Linked DNA regions of Mus musculus: all the other regions are linked to region 1. The links are chromatin contacts, called in public Hi-C, HiChIP or PLAC-seq and promoter capture Hi-C maps. All regions are on one chromosome and are shown on one strand. Each heading gives the region's core, a stretch centred on a gene start, on an enhancer-like site or on the middle of the called end of the contact. The rest is flanking DNA. Distances are from core to core; before and after follow the strand shown. Region 1 holds the start of Smu1 (smu-1 suppressor of mec-8 and unc-52 homolog (C. elegans)). Region 2 holds the start of Galt (galactose-1-phosphate uridyl transferase). Region 3 holds the start of Dctn3 (dynactin 3). Region 4 holds the start of Fam219a (family with sequence similarity 219, member A). Region 5 holds the start of Kif24 (kinesin family member 24). Region 6 overlaps Ubap1 (ubiquitin-associated protein 1). Region 7 holds the start of Ubap1 (ubiquitin-associated protein 1).

The links. Hi-C and Micro-C count contacts between places; a contact is called where the count stands out from the background. HiChIP or PLAC-seq counts read pairs in DNA pulled down with a chosen protein or histone mark. Capture Hi-C pulls out chosen DNA fragments and counts their contacts.
Region 2: a contact with region 1 is called in a promoter capture Hi-C map of adipose tissue, with 2.3 times the contacts expected there. The contact joins the promoter of Galt here to the promoter of Smu1 in region 1. A contact is called at or near these places in 3 of 39 promoter capture datasets (erythroid cells, liver and pre-B cells) and 1 of 9 other capture datasets (adipose tissue).
Region 3: a contact with region 1 is called in an H3K4me3 HiChIP or PLAC-seq map of bone marrow-derived macrophages, with 6 times the contacts expected there. The contact joins the promoter of Dctn3 here to the promoter of Smu1 in region 1. A contact is called at or near these places in 2 of 39 promoter capture datasets (cranial neural crest and liver), 1 of 115 datasets of contacts at active chromatin or transcription factors (bone marrow-derived macrophages) and 1 of 9 other capture datasets (liver).
Region 4: a contact with region 1 is called in a Hi-C map of CD8 T cells, with 7 times the contacts expected there. The contact joins the promoter of Fam219a here to the promoter of Smu1 in region 1. A contact is called at or near these places in 2 of 39 promoter capture datasets (maxillary cranial neural crest and pre-B cells), 2 of 484 Hi-C or Micro-C datasets (CD8 T cells and regulatory T cells) and 1 of 9 other capture datasets (liver).
Region 5: a contact with region 1 is called in a promoter capture Hi-C map of liver, with 2.3 times the contacts expected there. The contact joins the promoter of Kif24 here to the promoter of Smu1 in region 1. A contact is called at or near these places in 4 of 39 promoter capture datasets (cranial neural crest, erythroid cells and liver) and 1 of 9 other capture datasets (liver).
Region 6: an H3K4me3 HiChIP or PLAC-seq map of bone marrow-derived macrophages shows a contact between it and region 1, with 2.6 times the contacts expected there. The contact joins the enhancer-like site here to the promoter of Smu1 in region 1. A contact is called at or near these places in 2 of 39 promoter capture datasets (the C10 cell line and pre-B cells), 2 of 115 datasets of contacts at active chromatin or transcription factors (bone marrow-derived macrophages and large pre-B cells) and 1 of 9 other capture datasets (liver).
Region 7: a contact with region 1 is called in an H3K27ac HiChIP or PLAC-seq map of microglia, with 6 times the contacts expected there. The contact joins the promoter of Ubap1 here to the promoter of Smu1 in region 1. A contact is called at or near these places in 5 of 115 datasets of contacts at active chromatin or transcription factors (astrocytes, extraembryonic endoderm stem cells, large pre-B cells and 2 more).

The regions. Positions count from the first base shown.
Region 1 is chr4:40,756,081-40,759,372 of GRCm38.p6, forward strand. It overlaps Smu1 (smu-1 suppressor of mec-8 and unc-52 homolog (C. elegans)), which reads right to left and starts at 1,805. Exons shown (of 12, transcript NM_021535.4): 1 at 1,697-1,805. The coding sequence starts at 1,722.
Region 2 is chr4:41,753,813-41,757,104 of GRCm38.p6, forward strand. Galt (galactose-1-phosphate uridyl transferase) reads left to right here and starts at 1,705. Exons shown (of 11, transcript NM_016658.4): 1 at 1,705-1,840; 2 at 2,149-2,318; 3 at 2,535-2,610; 4 at 2,701-2,749; 5 at 2,870-2,999; 6 at 3,127-3,183. The coding sequence starts at 1,816. It overlaps Gm42274 (predicted gene, 42274), which reads right to left and starts at 1,960. Exons shown (of 2, transcript NR_155499.1): 1 at 1,357-1,960.
Region 3 is chr4:41,721,664-41,724,955 of GRCm38.p6, forward strand. Dctn3 (dynactin 3) reads right to left here and starts at 1,500. Exons shown (of 7, transcript NM_016890.4): 1 at 1,372-1,500. The coding sequence starts at 1,467. Arid3c (AT rich interactive domain 3C (BRIGHT-like)) reads right to left here. Exons shown (of 8, transcript NM_001017362.2): 7 at 3,042-3,131; 8 at 2,173-2,670. The coding sequence ends at 2,570.
Region 4 is chr4:41,567,871-41,571,162 of GRCm38.p6, forward strand. It overlaps Fam219a (family with sequence similarity 219, member A), which reads right to left and starts at 1,668. Exons shown (of 6, transcript NM_001159583.2): 1 at 1,307-1,668. The coding sequence starts at 1,366. It overlaps Dnaic1 (dynein, axonemal, intermediate chain 1), which reads left to right and starts at 1,924. Exons shown (of 20, transcript NM_175138.4): 1 at 1,924-2,148. The coding sequence starts at 2,122.
Region 5 is chr4:41,463,048-41,466,339 of GRCm38.p6, forward strand. Kif24 (kinesin family member 24) reads right to left here and starts at 1,801. Exons shown (of 13, transcript NM_024241.2): 1 at 1,663-1,801. It overlaps Nudt2 (nudix (nucleoside diphosphate linked moiety X)-type motif 2), which reads left to right and starts at 2,101. Exons shown (of 3, transcript NM_025539.2): 1 at 2,101-2,133.
Region 6 is chr4:41,388,601-41,391,892 of GRCm38.p6, forward strand. It overlaps Ubap1 (ubiquitin-associated protein 1), which reads left to right. Exons shown (of 7, transcript NM_023305.3): 7 at 81-1,166. The coding sequence ends at 221. It overlaps Kif24 (kinesin family member 24), which reads right to left. Exons shown (of 13, transcript NM_024241.2): 13 at 2,148-3,292. Among named protein-coding and RNA genes, the nearest start is that of Ubap1, 41 kb to the left of the region's middle. Within about 2 kb of position 1,716, at least 23 of the 459 cell types and tissues checked have an H3K27ac peak or open chromatin away from gene starts, as enhancers often do. A contact at or near this core is called in bone marrow-derived macrophages, where this site is marked.
Region 7 is chr4:41,347,350-41,350,641 of GRCm38.p6, forward strand. Ubap1 (ubiquitin-associated protein 1) reads left to right here and starts at 1,647. Exons shown (of 7, transcript NM_023305.3): 1 at 1,647-1,882.

The DNA.
Region 1 (3,292 bases), core at 555-3,054:
GACAGCAAGGACGACACAGAGAAACCCTGCCTCAAAAAAACAAAATTAACAAATTGAGTCATCTAAAATGCTATAAAAAAATCTGGTCTGTTAAAAAATTGAGTTCTAGCATTCTGGAGGCAGAGAAAGAAAGGAAGGTGAATCTCTCTGAGTTTGAGGCCAGCCTGGTCTACAGAGTGAGTTCCAGGACAGCCAGGACCCTGTCTTAAAACAATAACAACAACAATAATAATAACAATAATAATATGAACATGCAGTTATTCCTCATATAGAAGGGTATTCAAGACTCAAAGATTGGTCGTTAAGGCTATTATTAGACCTCAGGGTAAAATATCCTTTGCAGTTCCTGTCCCGACTAACATTATCCAACACGTTTTGTCGCTGTTTTATTTTTCTACACAGGGACCATCTGTTACTGCGTCATATTTTATTTACTGTTTTTGTCTACTGTCTGCCTCCCGCAATCAAAGCATATATTCATTTAAAGACGATTTATAAAGCTGGGGGTTGGCACACGTCTTTAATTCCAGCACTCCGGAGGCAGAGGCAGGTGAATCTGAGTCTGAGACTCACCTGGTCTACAGAGTGAGTTCCAGGACAGCTACGGCTTCACAGAAAACCTTGTCTCAGAAGCAAAACCCAGGAAAAAAACGACTTACATATAACTGAGTTAAAAATATGTATCTCACCGGGCGTGGTGGTGCACGCCTTTAATCCCAGCACTTGGGAGGCAGAGGCAGGCAGATTTCTGAGTTCGAGGCCAGCCTGGTCTACAAAGTGAGTTCCAGGACAGCCAGAGCTATACAGAGAAACCCTGTCTCGGAAAAAAAAAAAAAAAAAAATATATATATATATATATATATATATATATATATATATATATATATCGCTATGAAGAGGCTCAGGCTGGACTCCAGGCCTTCCTACTTGCCCATTTAATACTGCGATCATAGACGTGCATACTTCACATCCAGCTTCAGTCTTAAAAATACATAGCAGGTTTCAGACTCCGCCGACTTAATTAATAAACCTTGCTTTTCTGCAGATCTTCAGAACATGCGTATCTCTCCCCTCCACTCAGAACACAGCTGTTTGCTAATTTCATAATTTAATTTTACTTTTCAAAAAATAAAAGGCGGTGGGTGGAGTCCTGGGGAGTCCAAGCAAGACTCTTCAGTCACTCACTCCCCGCCCACCTGGCTCCTCGTCGCCGTCCCCGCCTTCACTAAGTCTCATTCTTCTGACTCAATCAATATTCAAATTCTGTGTCCACAAAGAGGTTCTCTCTCTCTGCAAATTGCAAACCAAATCAATACACCACACTGGATCTAATCAGATAGGAGAAGCAGCAGAGTCTTTGGGGTAACTAGTGCTTGGACCAGAAGGAAGAGCTGAGGGACTGGCGGACACCCGGGCAGCGCCGAGGGCGGTGTGGCTAGCAGAGGAAACCACAGTAGTCAGGTCTACTCGGTGTGCCCCAGCACAGCCCGACGCCGGGGCCCAGGGGCTCCAGACGGCCCGCCCCACGGCTGCTCTCTCGCGGGCCCATCTAAAGAGGGAGCCAACCCGGAAAGTGCTTCGAGGCCGCAACCTCCGGCGCGCAGCTCCCCCTCCAACGTCCTCCGACCACCCTCCACTCCACCCCACGCCACGCCGCGAACACGCCACGCCGCGAACACGCCACGGCAGGACTCACTCGGAAGACTCGATTTCGATCGACATAGCGGTAACGCTCCGGGTCCAGGCCCCACTCAGCACACAGCCGGTCGCACAACGCCGCGCGACACTTCCGGCGGCCGCGCTGCGACACTTCCGCTCCGTTAGGGTCTAAAGGGCGAAGGAAGAACACGCCCAGGTGGGCGGGGCGTGAGGGGCGGGGCCTCGCGAAAGCGTGGCAGGACTACGAATGCCCATCGGTTTCGCGAACGTACACACAGGTGGAGTCTTTCTACAGCCTTGGCTGTCCCGCCCTCCTCTGCCTCCCTAATGCTAGGATTAAAAGTGTGCGCTATCGCGCTCAGATCCAGCTAAGAATTAAGTTGGAAAAAGCTGCGGTTACGGAGAAAGAAATGTAACCAAATGCGAAGTTATAACAGATCTGAGACTCCTTTCAATATAGAGTTTAAATCATACCTTACTGGTATGGCATGACAGAGCTGAGGACATAGCTCAGTGATCAGAGTGTTTACCTAGCAAGTCAGACGCCCTGGTTCAATCCCCACTAATAAAAAACCATACATAAATATTGATGAATTTTATAAATAAAGGCTAGGGAAAAGGTGGGATGGACATGCAGCTTATAGCTGGCTTCAAACTAATTATATAGTTGAAGATGCCCCTACTTTCCAAGGGCTAGAATTACAGATGGCATCACAGTGCTTATCTCCAATAAGAGCTATTTTAAAATTCTATTGACAAAGTACATATATATGTATACACTTATATATATATACATATTCATACATATACATATACATATATATACACACACACAACACAGTGGCATGTCTATCTTGTGAAATTACATATTGAGATAGTTTAGGGATTTCTAATGGCTCTTGTCTACCTTCCACACAATTTCTTTACAGTCTCCTTTTTTCCCCCCAGTGCTAGGTATCAAAACCAGAGCCTTTCAATATAGCCGCTCATATGCTGTTTATGTTTTCATTTTTACTTGATTTTTGTTTGTTTGTTTTGTTGTATTGTGTTTGGTTTTTGACACAGGATTTCTCTTTGTAGCCCTGACTGTCCTGGAACTTGTTCTGTAAGCCAGGCTGGCCTTGCTGCCTGCCTCTATTCCTGAGTGCTGGGACTAAAGGAGGGAAATTTTTAAAAAGAGTCGTTTGAAACTAAGTAGAGAAAATGACATATGCTACTGTTACAATGAATGGGATCTTCTAAGGTGCTTGGATTAAAGAGGTGTATCACCATGCCCAGCTCTTTCACGTTTCAAATCACCTATTTCCCATCAACTCTAAAGAACACAGTCTCAGCCAAGCAGTGGTGGCACACCCCTTTAATTCCAGCACGGTGGAGGCAGAGGCTGGAAGCTCTGTGAGTTCAAGGCCAGCCTGGTCTACAAAGTGAGTTTCAGGACAGCCAGAGAAACCCTATCTCAATAATAAGTATAATGACTTCTGAGATAGTCTCATTCAGAGCACAGCATAGGAATTTATTTCTTTCTTCTTTTCTCTCTCTCTCTCTCTTTCTTTCTCTCTCTCTCTCTCTCTCTCTCTCTCTCTCTCTCTCTCTCTCTCTCTCTCCCTTCCTTCCTTCCTTCCTTCCTTCCTAT
Region 2 (3,292 bases), core at 455-2,954, 1.0 Mb after region 1:
GAAGTCCTGCCTATTTCTCTTCTTCTCTCCTGCCCAGCTATAGGCTGTAGGCATCTTTGTTAACCAATCAGGGATAACTTGAGGGGCAAGGATGCATAGCATCACTTGGTATAGATGAGAATGTCCTTGTCTGTGGGAGTGACCAGACCTTGGGAGCCAGTATTTAAAATATTTATTTATTTATTTATTTATTTTATACATATGAGTACACCACCATTGCTTTCTTCAGACACACCAGAAGAGGGCAACAGACCCCATTACAAATGGTTGTGAGCCACTATGTGGTTGCTGGGAATTGAACTCAAGACCTCTGGAAGAGCAGTTGGTGCTCTTAATCCCTGAGCCATCTCTCCAGCTCCCCACCTCCCCAGCCAGTATTTTGCATCATAATACATAGCAACAGACCAAACCTCAACAGCCTAGAATGTTCTATGTAGCCAGGCTACTCATTGATATGCCTGTCTCTGCCCTTCAAATACTGATGGCCTTTTGCTTGTTTTTGAAATTGGCTTCACTATATTGGCCAGGATGGTCTAGAACTTGTGGGCTCAATTGATCTTCTGCTTCAGCTTCTAGAGTAGCTGAGACTATAGGCAAATGCATCACTGTGCCTGGTATGTATGCACAAACGCATACACGCGCGCACACACACACACACATTACTGTCTTTTGGTTTACTTTTTTTTTTTTTTTCGAGACAGGGTTTCTCTGTGTAGCCCTGGCTGTCCTGGCACTCACTCTGTAAACCAGGCTGGCCTCGAACTCAGAAATCTGCCTGCCTCTGCCTCCCAAGTGCTGGGATTAATGGTGTGCACCACCACTGGCCGTTTGGTTTACTTTTATATAGATTGGGCCTTGTTATGTATAACTGCGCAGGCTGAACTTGAACTTGTAAGTTTACTGTCTCTGTTTCTGGAGTGCTGGGATTACAGGTGTGTACCACCACACCCTATACTTACTCAGTTCTCTTTATCTAACCTTATTTCTGCTCCTGAGGCTAGAGGCATAGTTACAGTGAAATACTCACACATCCGGGCAATACCTGAAGGGCCAGGCTGCAGGCTTCATCTATAGTATGATCAAGTTCCTCACCTCCACCCCCTCTCCACAACTTGCATCTTAACCACACACAGCAGCTCCGCAGGTGACCCAGGTCATGAGTTCAGAATGCTGCTGGTCTTTGCACAGGGCGTCTCTATGCTCCACACAGAACCTAGGTGCCTGGCACACGGTTAAGATGCTCAGTAAAAACGATGTCTTCTGAACAGGACAGGGCCTGATGTGCAAACACAAGAACTCACTACACCTGTGGTTACCTGCACAAAACATGAGAATGGACCCATAGAGGTTTCTTACCGGTTTGGGGGGCGGTGCACTCACGAGGCTCCGCCCTTTCTGATGGACTATTGGCAGTTAAAGGCTGCTGGCAGGAGTGTCCTTGAGTGGTGAAGCTGATATGTCATGCTCCAATAAATAGCCCTAATGTCGTGCAAGCAACCCGAATCCGTGGCGGGACGAATGGACACAGCAACCAGTTTTCACAGATGCTCTCCAGAGAAGTAGCTACAATCCGGTGTGCAGGAGAATCATCAAAACAACCTGGGGAAGTGAGCGTGGCGGTCCCGAGCCCCGCCCTCAAGTGGCAGGCTGTGCCCCCACCGTCACGTGTTGGCGACTAGCCAATCATCCAGGGTGGGCGGGGGGAGACATGGAATGGGGCGCTCACCTTGTGTACCTTAGGTCAATTCGTGTGGCCTCACGTCGCATAGCGGAGCCGATCCTGAGCAGCGCCAGCAGGCTTCAGAGGCGGACGCCATGGCAGCGACCTTCCGGGCGAGCGGTAATTGCTGGGCGGCCTGGACCCGCTACGGTGCGGAGCCGAGCCTTCCTTTTCCGTAGGAAGTTCTAGTCCCAGAGTCAAGGTCGGCACTCCTACCCGAGGCCAGGGTGGCGGGCGAGGGAAGGAGGGGCTTGCAGGCCGTGTGGCACGGAAAGCGTTTAACCCTTTAACTCCCCTCCGCCAGCCTATAGCTTCTAGAAACACTGCGCCGACCGAGCGTCCCTGTACTTGGGCCTGCTAGGGCATTAGAGCCACTCGGGGAAGAGAGAGACAGGGAGTTTTGCTGACTGATCCTTGTCTCTCCCCAGAACACCAGCATATTCGCTACAACCCGCTCCAGGACGAGTGGGTGTTAGTGTCGGCTCATCGCATGAAGCGGCCCTGGCAAGGACAAGTGGAGCCCCAGCTTCTGAAGACAGTGCCCCGCCACGACCCACTCAACCCTCTGTGTCCCGGGGCCACACGAGCTAATGGGGAGGTAAGCCCGAATACACAGCCACCAACTGGGATAGGAAAAAAATCCTTCTTCCTTATTACTACCCTTCGCCCACAAGGGGGAGCAGTGCGCCTCCTTTTGGGTCATTTCCGGGCAAGCAATTTTGATCCTTTGAGTGGGGCCTTCCTCGCCCCCGTTGCAGCCTGGATAGCCCTTGAATTCCGTCAGGTAGTATTTCTAGCCTATTCTTGTCAGTAGGTGAATCCCCACTATGATGGTACCTTTCTGTTTGACAATGACTTCCCGGCTCTGCAGCCCGATGCTCCGGATCCAGGTACCCTCAATTTAACCACTGTTGGGGAGAAGGGAGACTGGGTCTGACCCGGGTACCTGTGCTACAGAGAGTAATACTCCTTTATTCCAGGACCCAGTGACCACCCTCTCTTCCGAGCAGAGGCCGCCAGAGGAGTTTGGTAACTTTGGGTTTCCCCTCTTACAACCTCCAGCCCAGGTCTGAAGACGAAGACCTGAGCTTGGGCCCTGCCCTTAGCACCCAATCCACTTCCCTATGTCATTTTTCCCTCACCACCTAGTAAGGTCATGTGCTTCCACCCCTGGTCGGATGTGACGCTGCCACTCATGTCTGTCCCTGAGATCCGAGCTGTCATCGATGCATGGGCCTCAGTCACAGAGGAGCTGGGTGCCCAGTACCCTTGGGTGCAGGTCTGTGAGGGGGAGGTGTAACTTTGGTTTGGGGGAGAACCATTACTGCTTCCACAGGGTATGGTGAGGAGGGGTTGACTTGATGTCTGTGTGACTATTGAATATCTCTCTCCTTTCTACCCAATAGATCTTTGAAAATAAAGGAGCCATGATGGGCTGTTCTAACCCCCATCCCCACTGCCAGGCAAGTATGTGACAGGCCTTAATGGCTTTCTTGGCTGAGTCCACCGGCATTGTGGACAGGACTACTAGATTAAGAGATAGGGCAAAAGAAATACATTGGTAATTCGGAG
Region 3 (3,292 bases), core at 250-2,749, 970 kb after region 1:
GGTGCCTTTAATGTGAGAGGGAATGAATCATGCTCTCCTTTGCAGGATAGGGTGTGAGTATTTGTCTGCTTGGGGAGATAATAAACTAATTTAGGCTTTAATGGGGCATCCTTACATACTATATATTTCCTGGTTCCTAACCCCTATATTTGGGCATGATATATGCAAATACCCTCACCCAGGTCTTTCTTAGCTCAAGGCTGGGGAACGAACTGGCTGGCCTAGCTCTAGCCTCATACCCTCCACATCAAGTCTAGTACAGGAGACGGAACACTCTGGGATCCCAAAGACAGTGCAATCCCCATCGTAGAGAATACAGAAGAGAATCAGTTTAGAGGCAGAATACAGTTAGTAGTTAAGGGTTTGAGCTTAAGATGTCTGCGGGATAGCCCAGTGGAGGAGACCAGTAGACAAAGATCAATCGGGTTCTCGGAAAGTCTGAAACAGAGCTACACACTGGAAACATAAAGACGTGAAATGAGTAACTGAAATCACGGCAGTGAACGAGCCTGCCTAGGACTTAGGATTCTAACAGTCAAGAGTCAGCTGGAGCCGGAGGCTGAGGAAATGAACGACTTCACTCAAGGCTTGTGTAAAAGGTGAATACTAATATTTAAGGGACTAACACACAAGGGAAGGCACACAAATAGATGCCAAAGGGGGAGAGTGTTTCGAAAAGTTGGTTCTCAAACTGGAACAGAATGTGCTGGTGACAATTTTACAAAAAAATACAGAGACACATCATTACCTTTGTTCCAGAACATTCTTAATTCTACCAGAAGCGCTCCAGTAAATGGTTTCAACATCGTAAAAAGGGATTTTAGGGCACCTCTAAATTTTTGTCAAAATTCAGACACGATGTTCGCCCACATCTGGACACTTAGGGCTCAATTACTAATCTTCCTTTTCTGGGCCTGCTCAGACCTCACCGCTCACCCTTTGGAGCCTGTAGCACCTGTGCTCTGCCTCCTCTAGGACTCCTGTCTACGCGTAATTCATTTAGCAATTAATTTTGCATGGCTCTAGGATGACACTCCACTGCGGGCTTCAGCTCTTACTGAAACTCCCATTAATCAATTTTTAAATGCGTCTGGTCTCCTTAGAACGCCTGTGAGCGCGCGGAGTTTTTGTGAAAGTTGTCACCGAACCCATCTTAAAAAGGCTTAAGCATCTCCCCCATCCCAATCCCCTCGGGAACGGACCTCAAGGGTCCGATTGGTACCAGGAGGTTCTAGATCTTTGTTATTTATTTCAGAGCCTGGGCTGAGGACGACCTGACAGAAGTGGTAGCATCCGACCCTAGGGCAGGGCCAGTGGACCGCTCCTGTCCCGCTCTGCCCCACAAACGGATCAATAGACCGGACCCCTCACCTTCCTGGAGCCTCGGGTCCCGCCCGGCCCGTACACCCAGCGCTCCAGCTCCTCCACTCGAGACTGTAGCCGCTGCACATCGGTCAGAGCCGCCATCGTTTCTGCAGCCTGGCCGCAGCAACCCGGAACAGCCTGAGGGTGGGACGTCCGCCTAAATAAGAAGACTGGCCAATCCGAGAGCACCGTCACGCCTTGTAGGAAGTGACGTCACTGTTTAGGCTTTGGATGTCGGAAATAACCGATGTCAAAGCAATCTGGTTACCTAGGTAACGTTCTGGGTCCTAGTTCTACCCTGGTTTCCAGGACTTGGTTGTCAAGACTTTTAGTGCTCTAAATCCAAGATTCGAAGAGATTTCCTCCCCTCCCCCATTCCCTGAGAGTTAGCGTATAAATATACCTATTATTCCAAGATAGGTTTATACCCATAGATCAGTAGGCAGCTTCTTGGGAGAGACACCATACATTTTTGGAATCTTTTAAAGATCAAGTGATTTGTACGTAAGCCTCTTGTTGTCAGGACGTACACCCAAACAGTCTGATTTGTGACCGCGCTCTGTGTGGTGGTGCTAGGAGAGAAAGGAGAGACAGAAGGATGACTGTAAGTTTGAGGCCAGCCTGCTCTACACAGTGAGTTCAAGACCAGTCAGGGAACAATGTAGAGAAAGCTTGCTTCCCTTCAAAAAAAAGTGCTCTTCTATTCTCTCAGAGCTTTGTTCTTCTGCTTCCACTTGGACAGCTCAATGTAGTCTGTGGATCCCCCACCTCCCAGACCCAAGCAAGAAGAGGAGGCACAGGAGACACGGGAAGTACAATTTTATTTTCCAGATGCAACCCAAGGGACATCTTCACATTCAAATCCAATCCTTCACCTGCTTCCTGAAAAGGAGCAGAATTGACTCAAAGAGGTGGGGTACCAAAGGTGACACTGACATAGGGGTTACATGACGGAGTGATAGGGGTTCTCGGGGGAAAGCTCTTTGGTAGATGCTGCTGAAATTAGCTAGGGAGACAGTGTCTGCCTTTTACGGTGAGGTAGATGGAACGTAATATAAATCCCTTTGGTGTGGAGGTGGCATGCTGACATCAACCAGGACTGGATCCCAGAGTGGGCGTCACATCCTGAAAGAATCAAGGTAGGAGGGTGCCTTCTCCCCCCCTAAGCAATGATATTGGGACTCTTGGTTCTCAGTAGCTGCTTTCAGGGCAAGGTACTGGAAGGGGGCCCTGTAGAGGGTAGAGGTGGAGGATTGGTTGGACCCAAGGAAGCTGGCACAGGTTGGCGTCGAGCAAAGAGGATACCTGATAAAGGGTATAAGAGATGTAAAATTAAAAAATAAACGAGAGAATGTGGGACTCCCACAAAGCACGGACAAGTCCCTCTGACCAGTGAGAAGCTCCTATGCCGTTGTGGGTAGCTTGAAGTAGGTGCGCAATAAATACTCACAGATCTGTGACAAAGCAGACATCCCATGGCAACCATGCTGCATAGACCATGCTGGGACCCCATGCCTTGTAGACAAACTCTTGAATCCATTTTAATGTAACAATCCTCTAAACCCCCAAGCAAGTTCAGATACTCCTGAACGTCATGCTCATAGAGAAAATCTAAAATCCCCCATGCCAATGAAAAAGCCAACTTCATGCCAATATAGACCCTGTAATTCCCATACCAGTGTAGACCACCCCATTGATCTCTAGTGCCACGTTGATACTGCTGATGCCACTGCCTGCCAGATTGAGGGGCCCATCCAACCGCTCTTCTGTCCAGAAGAAGGCAGGGAAGTCACATTTGGGGGGAAGCAGATTTCACACTTAGACTCCTTCCTCATTCCTGCACTTGAACCCCATACCATAATTATGCGTCTGTCTATCAAGGGACCTGCCTGTACCACCTCCAGCATTCAGCATGTGAAGAGTCTAC
Region 4 (3,292 bases), core at 418-2,917, 810 kb after region 1:
TTATCCAGCAAACGGAGATTGTCATACTTCCCACTGTGGTTCACCTTGGCTACTGTAACAGGCGGGTTCCTTACCTAGGAAACCACAAAGCCTACCTGTCAGTTTGGGAGCCGAAGGCCCAAGGGAAGAAGCTATTCTGGGCCACCCTGACTAACACAGAGGGAAGAGACGTGGGGAGCCCTCAAGCTTCAGGAGTTGGAGAGCACAGGTTGGCTCCAGCAGAGAGCAAGGCATCCATTACCTATTGGTTCCTGGCCTATCACGCCTCGTTTTAGATCTTACTAGCACAGGCCCCAAGGTGGGTTAAGCAATGAACATGGCCTCTACATTCTTTCCTCTCTATTCTCTAGGCCAGCTGGCTAGGCCTCTGACTTTCCTACCCATATGCTGACAGCAATGACAGTCAGGTAGCCTCAGGGCAATGGCCAGGAGGCACCTTCTTCTTTAGGCCATGCCTCCATAAACTGGCATCGCCCTCCCCCTTCCATCCCCTCGGCGCCGGCATCGATGACATCATTCCTGCCTGACTCCAGGACCACGGACCGGAGGCAGGATCCCCGCCCAGCAAAGACTCCAAACACGTAGGCCTAAGATGATAGGGGCTCTTCCGAATTCCGAACCGGTCGGCACGGCCCACTTCAGCACAGCTCCACCTCTTATCCTGGAGATACCTTCCCATGGACACCCTTGAGTCTCCATCTCGCCACCGCAAACTCTTCCCCTTCCCGATGCCCCCAGATCGAAATGGGGCTCCTCTCTCGAGAGGAAGGAAATTCCCAGGTTCTGCAATGAACCTCTGCCCCCATCAAGGCCTGGTTCCTGCTCAGCTTTGCTATATTTATCTAAAGGACCGGCGGGCAGGCCTCTCCTTTTCTAAAGGCCTATTTCCTTTCCTCCTTAGACTGATCTGCTGGCCTCCTCCCTCGCCCTGAGCATCACAGGCCTCGGGGAGCTAAACGCCTTTCTCATCCGACCCCCCGGGCTTGCTGCCAAAGATGCTCTGTGACATCCTCCTAAATTGCCCTCCACTAGAGGTGTGCACTAGAGTGCCTCCCTTGGTCCTATCCGACGGCGTTCTGCATCTGCTGACCGTGCCCTCCGCCCTTTCAGGTCCTTCGCTCGCACCGCTGGTAATCTCCCACGGTTTTCTCGCTCTGCAAATCTCCCTCCCCCGGCAAAGCGTTTTCAGGACTCCCTCTACCTTATCAGATGGCGCCCCCTCGCACAATCCCCACGGCCTAGTTCCTTCCCTCCCCTCCAGCGGCGCCCCTCCCGGCCCTGGCCTCTCCGCCGCCCGCCCCCTCACCAGCGGCTGCATCTCCGAGTGCGCGGTGGGCACCTGGAACCGGTCGATCTCCTCCATCATGGTGCCGGCGGGCGAGCGGGCCAGGGGCCGGGCGCGGCCAGGGACGCCGATGGGACCGCGCGGGGCGGCGGCCCCAGAAGCCCGGCAGATTATGCAGACTAGGCCGCCCTGGACCGGTCGGGCGGATAGGCGGATGGAAGGATGGATAGGCGGCGAGAGGCTCGCGGGATGACTGAGACCGGCGTAGCTCCGTGGGGTTGCCTAGAGCTACCGCGGCAGTAGCCCCGCGGAGCCGCAGGTCTTGCCTCGCCTCCTCCTCCGCCGCCGCCTCCTGTCAGCAGCTCAGCCACTGCGGTGACTCTGCAACTCCACTTCCGGGTCCGGGACACCGCCCGGATCCTGCATTATTCATGAGAAGGCGGTGTCTGGGTGCCCCAGCCCTTCCCACTTGCGGGAGCTCCTTGCGCGGAGGGCGGACTTATCTTTCTCTGCGGAGGCGGGGCTTAGCGGGGCCAGAGGATCCCTGCGCGCCCAAGTTCCGCCTCCTCCCCGTGTCCGGAGGGGGCGCTAGGTGCGCCTGCGCACCCGGTGCCTGTCGGTTGCTGGGTAACCGCGTCAGGGAGGAGCTGATGCTGTTCTACAAGGGCGCGAGGACCCACAACGTCAGCTGTCCCCGAAGAACCCTGGTGACTGGGAATTGAAGTGGAAGAGAGTCTGCACTTCCTGTGTGTGGTCAAGAAGGAGAAACTACTCCCCAGGAGAGGAAGCGTTTTGTAGGTTTTTCAGGGTGTGAGGTGCTTTCTATTCTTGCGGCAATGCCCTCGAAACAGATTCGTAAGCAGGTAATGTCTTACTGTGGCCTGCTGTCTTCTGAAGACCTCTGACCTTAACCGCCAGTTATTTCCTGTTGACCTCCAACCTCTCTTTCTTGTGACTCCTGGTTTGTGTTCCCACTGACCTGATTCTCCTGTTCTTTCTCACAAATCCTGCCCTCCTCTCCCAAATTTTCCTGAACCCACAGTCATTTTACTTTTAACCGAATCTGGTTTTTTCTTATTACTTCCATCTCTTCACAGACCCATCTTGTCTTGTCTTCGCCCTTAATCTCCCAACACTCCACTGAGTCCCTTCCTCATTCCCCTCTCATTCTTGTCCCAGTGGATTTTTTTATTCAACACTGCAGCATGGTCACTGCAGAGCTAAGTAAGTGGGGACATTTGCCATGTGGGAACTCAGAGAGGGGGCATGAGAACTGCACAGGAGACACGGAATAGAACAGATCGTGTGCAGGAATTTGGAGCAAGAAGTCAGAGAGGAAGAAAAAAAGACCCTTTTTCTAACCATGTTCCCTGCCCTCCAACACAAGTTTCCTTCTTATAAGACCCTCATTCACTTAGCCTTGTGAACGTTATGTTTCTGTCACCTGGCAATATGTTATCCCTTCTCACAGGAGAGTTGAATTACTCCCCAAATCACCACACATGATAAGCTAGTCTCAGGTTCTCAAGGAGCATTCTGCGATATAAAAGAATGACTCTTTCTGTCCTATAGAAATTGCTTTTATTTCCTAACGTCTAGCAGAGCATCTACTTTAAAAACAAACAAACAAACAAACAAACAAACAAAATGCTTTTCTATACTTAAGCCTAGGTATATTGAGGTTTGGAGAGCAAATCTGTGCCCATGATATCTAAGACTTCACATATTTTGGTAGAGGTTCTTGTATATCAACTTTGTGCCTTCTGCTTCTTTGACACGTGTCATCTACAGCTGAAGAACCGATCAGTCTTAGAGCTCTGTAGGCATTGAGAGGCTGTCTCTCCTTGTATTTATTGGTCATGCCCTGGTTTTATGTTGAGGCGGAATTGTGATTTGAAACTCTTGTTCTGTGCTCAAGGCAGCAGACCCTTAATTTATAGGCAGTTTGTTTTAAGTTGACATTACCAAGGTCAAGCTAGTTAGATATAATAAAACAGACCCTTTTGT
Region 5 (3,292 bases), core at 551-3,050, 710 kb after region 1:
TGTACATCACCAAGGGAAGTCAGGACCAGAACTCAAGCAGGTCAGGAAGCAGGAGCTGATGCAGAGGCCATGGAGGGATGTTCTTTACTGGCTTGCTTCCCCTGGCTTGCTCAGCTTGCTCTCTTATAGAACCAAGACTGCCAGCCCAGAGATGGCACCACCCACAAGGGGCCCTCCCCCCTTGATAACCAATTCAGGAAATGCCGTACAGCTGGATCTCATGGAGGCATTTCCTCAACTGAAGCTCCTTTCTCAGTGATAACTCGCGCCTGTGTCAAGTTGACACACAAAACTAGCCAGTACACAAATAAAATTAAACAAACAAACCAACCAACCAACCAACCAACCACCTGAAATAAAGGTCAAGGAAATGGCTTGGTAGGTAAATGCACATAACCTATAATAAGCCTAATGGTTCAAATTCAATGCCTAGAACCCACATAAAAGGTCACATGTGGTACTGCACATGTGTAACCCTAGCACTCCTAGGGAGAAGTAAGTGTGTGTGTGTGTGTGTAAGATAGAAATATCCTGGAGTATGCACTGCAGCAGCAGAAACAAGCTGCTTAAAAAACATGGAAAATGAGAACCAGTTCCTCAAAGTTGTCCTCTGACCTTCACTTGAGTGCTCACACACACACATACATACACACACACACATATACATATACACACACACATACACACACACTGTTAAGTGAAAAAAACTCAAAGTCAAATAATTGATTTCAGTTTCCAAAGCACAGATAAAATGTTACGATAGTTGGTGGTCAGTAAACAACAAGAGGAAATCCTCGGGCATATAAGGACAGAATGGCCTGTTATAAGCAAATACATTTAGGGGTTTGAGAAGAGGTACTTGTAGGCCAGACTACAATGTGGAGAGAGCACGTCTCTCTGATTGAGAACTTTGTCTCAAAACCAACCAACAAACAAAAGCCACACAAACAAAAACTTAAAAAAAGAAAAGCAGTAAATAATGAAGTAATGTATGTATGCTAGCGGTCAGCTTGCTTTCTCCACTCTATTACTGCTCAGAATTCCCTGCCTTGGGAATGTTGCCACCCACACTGAGCAGGTCTTCCTGCCCCCAACGTGGGAACGCCAACGCTGAATTTTCTGTCTCTTGTATATGAGATTAGGGTGTCCTCTCTCTTCCACCTGCCCCCAAATCGACTTTGAATGGGACAAGGCAGAAAGATAACTGAATCTATTTGTAGTGAGTGAAAGCCAACTGAACAAATATTTCCTTAAAAAAACAAAACAAACAAACAAAAAACTAATATGCGTAAGACGCTGTGGAAAGGCTTGTCTTATCTCAGAGGTCAAAATTATATGAGAAAAAAGGAGAATGAGGTTTGCGGAAGTTCACAAAACAACCGAAAGTCCAATCGAAGCGCTCTGAAGAGCGTGTCTCAAAGGCAAGAGGCCTTTGGGGTACTCAGAAAAGCCTCAAAGCTGGTGGTGGTCGAGGTAATTGCTGAAGAGGCGGTAGACAGGGAGATGAAACGTGAGAGAGCGCGAGAACCCTCGAAGAACCCGAGAAGCCAAGTTCTAGTTACCCCGCAAATACCGGTCTCGGCTCGCGCCGCTCGCAGACAGGAGCACCCGCTCCCGCGCAGGCGCAGAGCCTGGGCTCAAGCTAAAGCCACCGTTTCTCACCTCAGGGCAATCCCGGCTCCTCCTCAGTCAGTTTTCAGGGAGGACCGAAGAAATAGTGCGGTGAGGAGAAAGCCCTAAGGCCGGGCTAGCAGAGCGTCCGGTCAACCCGCCTTAGGTGTCCGCCAGGCCACATCCCCATGGCAACGCCACAAGCGCCAGTTCGAACGCGCGCGCCGACGCCCGCCCGCCCGCGGTCCCGCAGCACCGACCAATGGTCATTCACAGAGCCTGTCACCTCTCCTCTAAAAGGCCAATCAGAAATCAGAAGGGGAAGGGGGCGGTTCATTCTCCACCAATGGTTCAGCTTGAGGCAGATCTCGCGACGGTCCCAGCCAAAAAACCACGCCTCAGGGGCGGGTGGAAGCGCCTGATGCCCAATTCTGTGGCTCGTCTGAAGTGCAGCCGGGCTCTTCTGATTGGCTGGCGCGCTACGTCTCCGTTCGAGGACCGCCTCCTGCCTCTGGGCTACGGGTGAGTGCTGTGGGGCTGGGGGGCGTGGGGAGTGTCGCGGGCTCCTGACCTGTTGCTGCGGGGACGGAGCTGGCAGTGAGGCGCGTGTAGGCCAGGCCCCATCCACTCGCGGGACCTCGGTTTATCTCTGTGCACCAGAGAGGACTAGGTTCAGTGGTGAGGGCGTGGGTCGGAAGAATCCCAGAGGCAGAGAGATTCACCTTTGGGACTTAGCGGGCCAATCATATCTTCTCCCTAGGCTTGCTTTGTAGTTATCGATTAAACCCTGCCTGCATTCCAAAAGATCTTACGTTTGGTAAAAATTATTACTTGTGTGTGTGTGTGTGTGTGTCTGTGTCTGTCTATGCGCGCCACGTGCGTGCAGATGCTCTCAGAATCCAGAAGGCGTCGGATCCCAGGAGCTGGAGTTAAACGTTGTGTGGGCCACCTGGTATAGGTTCCGGGGAACCGAACCCCAATCTTTTGGAAGAGTGACAGGTGCTCTTTAGCCCCCAGAGATAGAAAGTCACAAGATTCCCGTCTTAAGAAAAAAAGGCGAAACAGCTTAAATCGAGAAGAGTCAAGTTGCCAATGCAGAAATGTTCTAATGTCCAGTGGCAATTAAGCTTAATGATGTTAGAAATTGGACGTGTCTGCATTTGATTAACTACTCAAAAATATTTCTGAACCATAGTTTTATTTTTTTTTTCCTTTTGTGAAAAATAATAGTAATGCTTCAACGGGTTGCAAAGACTATTGGGAAAAAATGCTTGGCCAGGCCTAGCCTCTCAGGTCAAAAAGGAACCACCAGCATAGTAGGAACAAATCCAGTAGCCAGCATGTGTGCAGCTTCATATGTACTTTAATGGAGTGCTCGTTTTTAGCTCAAAAATGAGCGATTCGGGGGCCTGGAGAGATGGTTCAGTGGTTAAGAGCCCTTAACCTCTCTTCCAGAGAAATTTGAGTTCATTTCCCAGCATCCATGCCAAGTGGCTCACAGTAGCCTCCCAACTCCTGCTCCAGGGCATCCATGGCCCTCTTCTGGACTCTTCAGGCACCCACATACCACACACAACTGGCAGACACACAAGACATAAACAAAAGTAAATCACTAATCAGTTAAAGAATAAATGTAATTCTTACTAATAAGGAAATACAGTATTCAAAAGAGAAAATTGAC
Region 6 (3,292 bases), core at 466-2,965, 630 kb after region 1:
CCTGCAGTATACACCTACATTCAGCTGCTCTGCGTGGCTCAACTCTTTCTGAAAAAAATTTGTTCTCCTTTATCCCATAGATGATGGAGTTTCTTCAGTTAATGAGCAAATTTAAGGAAATGGGCTTTGAACTGAAAGACATTAAGGAAGTTTTGCTATTACACAACAATGACCAGGACAATGCTCTGGAAGACCTCATGGCCCGGGCTGGAGCCAGCTGAGACCTGGCCCTGCTACGGCCCTGCCACAGCACCACCATTCCCCAAGGAGGCTCTGCACAGCTCACTTGTGGGGAAGACGGGACATGCTTCCAGATTTTCTTTGGGGGTTAGAAGGTCGGATGTGGAGTTGACACTTGTTAGTCTCTGTGAGCCCAGGCCTGAGCTGGGGGAAAGTAGGAAGATTTGGGCATATATGCTCTCTATTGGTTCCTTCCATATTAAACATACCTGTGTTTTGAGAAGTGTCCTTCCCACTTTGGGCTTTCAGAAGGAATACTTGGTTCTTTCTGGGGTCTCTAATGTTCTCAGCCAAAACCTGGCCTGGCTACCAAGAAGAGTGGGAAGACAGGAGGAGCAGACTGCTGCTGTTTTGGGGCTAGATCCTTTCCTCTCCTCTCTGCTGCACCACTGTCAGACTGGGCTCTAACCCAAGTGGAATGCAACTGAGAGGGTCTTCCTGGGCCCGCCTTCCCCGACAGCCCTAGTGTTACACTGGTTCTGGAGTGTCTCTGCGGTACAAAGATGCACTTTTCTTCATGGGGCAAAGTCTGCCTCTTCTGCCAGGCAGTTCCCATTTGCCCCTGTCCAGACTGTTTCTTTTGGCTTAGACCATAATCCTCTGCTGCCCGGGGCATTGGAGCCCCTGTGCTAGGAAGCTGTCAGTTTTGAGTATCATTGGCCCTTTCCAGCACATGGGTGAGAAAACAGGCCACGACTTGTCACTCAGCACTAACCCCCAGTTCTTGAACAGCCTCCTCCAGCCCTGCTTTAGGATGACACAATGAATAACACCTAGGCATAGAAACCAGTCTCTTTGGTTTGTTTGTATTATGTTCTACAATATTAAAGATCTAAATACAAAGGATATAATACAGTCTTGAATCTAAAGTAATTTGCTAACTATTTTGATTCTTCAGAGAACTACTAATAAAAATCTAAAAGGTATGCCATGCTGCCTTAACCTCTTTATTTTGAAAAATGGTTTGACTCAGGACAGTGGGTAGATTACGGGTAGCACAGTCATTTCTGGCCTGGAACAGAGCCTAGTTGTCCCTTTCATATCAGTATCCTTTTCCCACTGAGGGCCTATGGGACTCAGAGGCTGGCCATCCTGTCTCATCTTTTTTTTTTTGTTTTTTTGGTTTTTTTTTGTTTTATAAATACAGACTCTCTAAACCTGGTCTAGTGCAGCCTGTGGAACAAGGGTATATGCTTTCTTGCTAAAGTGGAGAAGGGGTATACAGGTTTTGAGGTATCCTTTAAAATATGACAAGTCAAGTCCCTTTGCTTGTGACTACTACCAGTCACAGGCAAGGTTAAAGTGCTTCCCCGGCTCTCAGTGGTGCTCCTATAGCTGACAGTTCATCCTTAAAATTTCTAGTACTTATCTTTAGTAGAATCCCACATCCTTTTGGTGTTCTTGGTTGGGAATGGCCTCTGATTTTTAGTGGTTATGTGAGAGGCCTTAAGCTAGGAACAGGCTGCCATCTGGTGGTCAGTTCAAGCACTGCCCGTGGCTGCCAGACAAGCCTTTCAGCTCTTTTATAGAGCCAGACCTCACTATAGTCCAGGTTTAGACCATAATCCTCTGCTGCCCGGCTAATTCCTTTGAATTTAGTCCTCAGCATCCCAGATGCTGGGGTTACACATGAACAGTGTCACACCTGGCTTATCTTGGCTTTTTAAATATAACATCCTAAAACCATAGAGTTCTTAAATGTATGTGGTAATGGCTTCAGGGCCCAGGCTGTGACACATGAATCTCAGGTTAACTCAGGAAGACCTATGAAACTAACGGACTCTTGGAGGCTGTTTCCCTTGGGGTTCTCTCTGTTTAAAAGGTGATACAAGAGATGGGAAGATGGTTCAGTTAGTGTATGTGGTACAAGCATAAGAACTGCGTAGAAAGCCTGGAGTAGCTGGTTGTAATGGTGTATGCTACATCTTTAATCTTGGCATTTGTGAGGCAGGACTACTTTGTGAGCTGGTCTACATAGAGAACTCCAGGACTGCATAGAGAGGCACTGTCTCAAAAGAAAGCCTGGAGCGGTGGTCTGAGAAGGGAAGGGAGAGACAAGAATTTTGGACTTGTTGGCTAATCAGTCTGGGTAGATCAACAGGGAGACACTTGCTTCAAAAATAAGGTAGAGAATGATTTGAGGGTACCTGGTAACATCTGTCCTGCACACACAGCAATACAGCAAGAACTCATTTGAAGAGATGTGTGTTTGTTGCTGTGTCAGAAGATTCAGACTGCTGACTGTAGACTCAGTCCCAAGACACCCGTAGCAAAGGCCCTTGAGTGTTGCTGGCCTAGTACCTTGGACCACTCAAGCCTTGGCAATAGACTTGCCTGAGATCTCCCAGCCTGTTTAATCATTCAGAGGCACTGGGAATGAGGAGTCATAGACAGGAGCTAGGACCTGCCACAAGAACTATGAGGGCTGGCAGACACTGACATGGGCCTGCTGTTTTAGCAAAAAAGAAAAATTAATGAGAAAACCGTGCTGCTGTTGGCACCCTCAAAGCTGGATTGCAGGGAAGGAAACTAAAAGCATACCCTGGACCTCAGGTGCTCTTAAGAAAGATATCAAGAGTTGTTCGCCAGGTGTGGTGGCTCACGCCTTTAATCCCAGCACTTGGGAGGCAGAGGCAGGTGGATTTCTGAGTTCCAGGCCAGCCTGGTCCACAAAGTGAGTTCCAGGCCAGCCAGGGATATACAGAGAAACCCTGTCTCGAAAAACCAAAACCAAACCAAAACAAAAACAACCAAACCAAAACAAAAAAAGAGTTGTTCATTTTATAATTTCCAAAACTAAATTTCCACTCCCTGCTGGGAAGGAGTTCACCTGACTGCCTGGCTGGTACCAGTGTCTTTGAAGACAGAAAGGCACTGTCAGCAATAAGGCTGTTGGCTCAACTTGTGCTCCCTAACCTCTGACCTCCGATGTCCAAGTTAACATTAAACATCCTAGTCTTATCCTCAAATTTAGGACATCTACAAAGTTAATAGACCAAGTCCCTACAGATGCAGGTTGGCAAAGTGACTACTACTCTGAGCCCCAAATAAA
Region 7 (3,292 bases), core at 397-2,896, 590 kb after region 1:
TAGTTATTTTGCCAGCATTTTAAGGCCAGTTTGGCCAGTTGAACTTATGTCTTTTGGCCAAACATGGGCTCTATCACTGAGTTGTACTATCAGCCCTATTTTATTTATTTTTATGGAAGGAGTAGTGTTTCATGTAGCTCAGGCTGGTTTTGATGTCTCAGTATGCAGCTGAGAATAACTGGAGCCTCCTGTCTTAGCCTCTCAAATGCTGGGATTATAGATATTTGTTCTTCTCTTGTGCTCCAGGAAATTGCAGTTTCTCTTAATAAGAGATTGGTAAGAGCCTAGTTTAAACCAGATACAGTGCTGTAACTCTTGATCCCAGCACTCTGGAGGCAGAGATGGGCCGATCTCTGTGAGTTCCAGGACAGCCAGTATTAAATATTGCAAGTTTAGGACCAGTCTAGATTACACAAGACCCTGCTTCAAACAAGAGAGTCAAACACACACACACACACACACACACACACACACACACACAGACGGAGAGACAGACAATCACACAGACTCCCACAGGCATGCATGTGTGCGTGTACGTGAGAGACAGACAGAGAGAGAGAGAGAGAGAGAGAGAGAGAGAGAGAGAGAGCTGGAAAATCTGACCATTTCCTTTCTGTATTGCATGTTGTAGTGAAGTCTCTCCTGAAGCTGCCCAAGTTCACTCCTACTCCCTAACGTTCACTGCTTTCACTTTAGTGTAGAGGTTCCCCCCCCCCCCCCCCCCCCGTGTGAGCCACCCACTTATTATGGCCACTTTCATTCTCCAGAGTTCTGCTTTGCTCACTGGCCTTTCCACAGATCTGTTAACTAAATACAGATAACCAAAAATTGACAGTTTGCTGTTCCTTGCTCACCGTGACCCCCTCCCCACAATGTTGCACCCAGAGTTAGAGCCTCCTCATTTTTCAAAGCTCAAATACCATCTTGTCTGCTACATAAAATCTGGAGACAAAACAGGCTGGAAAAGTAGACAGGGCAGTGCATTGTGTTTTCTCCAAAGCACTTTATGTCAGCTAAGGATGCTTGTCTAGGAGGCCCTGGGTTTGATCTCTAAGCACTTTCCATACCAGTAATACTCTTTGAGTTTTACTAGAGTCAACTCTCTCTGATCTTATTTCTTCCATTGATCATGAAATTTTAGAGAAAAATATTAATTTAATCAAATTATAAATTCTCCATGAGCCTATATCCAATACACAGAAAGCAGTGAAGGCTTGGATTGTGTTTCGACTTTGAATGCACTGGATATTAAAATTGAAGAGACATTTATAGTTACTGTTTAACCAATTTATTTATAAACTTGGGTCTAGGATATATGAGACCTGTTCTGAAAAACAACAAAACCTCAAAATAAATGGAGAAAGTGAGACCAAAGAGTATGAGACTGGTCTACGAGTCTGAGAGGGTTTCTAATTTCCAAAGAGGATTCGCGGCTAAGGCTTTGGGCGTGTCCTCGCCTTGGCCGCGCCTCTTATCCCGAGTCTTACCCTCTCAGTGACCCCTCCTTTCTTCTTCCCCTTAGGGTCCGCAGGGATCCTTCAGTAAGGAAGCTCCCGGTTGCAGGAACCCTTCAGCTCTGGAAGAGGGATTTAGTTACGTCACTGTCGGCTCCTCCCATTGGTCGGGGCGGGTGGGGTGCGGCGCCATGATGTCAGACGCCTAAAGGGGCGGAGCGTCGAGGGGAAGGAGGAGGGAAGTAGGCCTTCAACATGGCGGCTGTGGTACTGGTGGTGGCTACGGTGACGGTCTGGCTCGGGGCGGGTAGAGTTGGAAGAGGTGGTGTTTGCTCTCCCTAGGGGCAGCGGGAGCCCAGCGGAGACTGAGCCCGGGAGGCCGGGCGGCGCCAGCACCTTTCAGCTTTCGGGACAGCAGCGGCATTCAGGTGAGGGGGCCTGTCTCTGGGGGAGGGGGAGAGGGGCGGAGTTGGGGGAAGGGGCCGGTACGGGGCGACCGGGAGGAGGGAAGATGGGGACCGGGCGCCCAGGAGCCTGGAGGGATGAAAGGATCTGGAGTAAAGGAGCGGGAGGGAGGAAGAGCCGGACGACGACCGACGACTCGGGGCGGATTCTGGGCGAAGGGTCAGAGTGACGGGACCGGAGTTGAAGGGGCGGAGGGCGGACGGGATGCGGGCAAATGAGTTCGGATTAAGGGGACTAATTCGCTCAGAAGACAGGCTCAGTGGAAATCTCGAGCTTGAGGGAAAGATTTCTCTCAGTGGGAGCTAGAGCCGGTCCAGGAGAGGAACCCCGATTTAGTAAAGAAGGTAGCGCGCTGGGGAGTTGAGGGTGAGCTTGGGATGTGAGGATTTAGTTATCTGAGCGAGAGATGAGGGAGAGAAATCAGACCAGGGGGTGACTGCTTTGGGGGATATCTTTGGCATTGTGTGGTCTTCTCTAACTGTCTCATCACTGTGGTCTTCTCTAGATTTTTCTTCCTTTTTTAATTTTCTGGGCGATTACCTGGACTATACCCCTGGGTCTCAGAAACAACCCCGTGTCTTTCTTTTGAGGCTAAGCATTTCTCTTGACCAGCGATCCCTCACCTTTGTGTTGTTGCCTCGTGTTTTTTGAGTTGAGACTTAGAAATATAATTATTTAAAACAATTTTGTATTGAACTGGAGTGAGATTTTGATACTTTTTAGACAGACATCATAGAGTGTTGTAAACTCAAATTCTGTTCACATTTTCATGGATAAAGTGTTTTGTCTTCTCAGTTGTAATTGTTAGTATTTGGGAATTTGAATAAACATGGTGTGTGTTACCTGAATTTTTTTTTTTTAATTTGATGGTATAACAAGGCATTTCGTTTTCATTGATAAATAGGTCTTCTAGGGGCGAGGAGAGAAGGTTAAACAATTCAGAGCACTCATTCTTGCAGAGGACCCAACCAAGTTCAACTCTCAGTTCCCACATGATATCTCACAGTCATCCATAACTCCAGTGCCACCTTTTGATGCTCCTCTGCTAATAGGCAGGGATGTGGTATATATACATACATCATGCAGGCAAAACACTCAGATATATGAAATAAATCTAAAAGCGTTTCTTTTTCTTTTTTTGGTCAGTAAGCTCAGCCCCCCCCTTTTTTTTTTTTGTAAATTTGGAGACAGGTTTCTCTGTGTAGCTCTGGCAATCCTGGAGTTTGTTTTGTAGACTACGCTGGCTTTGAACTCTCAGAGAACTACCTGCCTGCCTCTGCCTCCCAAGTGCTGGGACAAAAGGAATGTACTACCCACTGGCTTATAAAAATTGCTCTTTCTAGTTAATATCCATGCTTAGTTAAACTGAACGT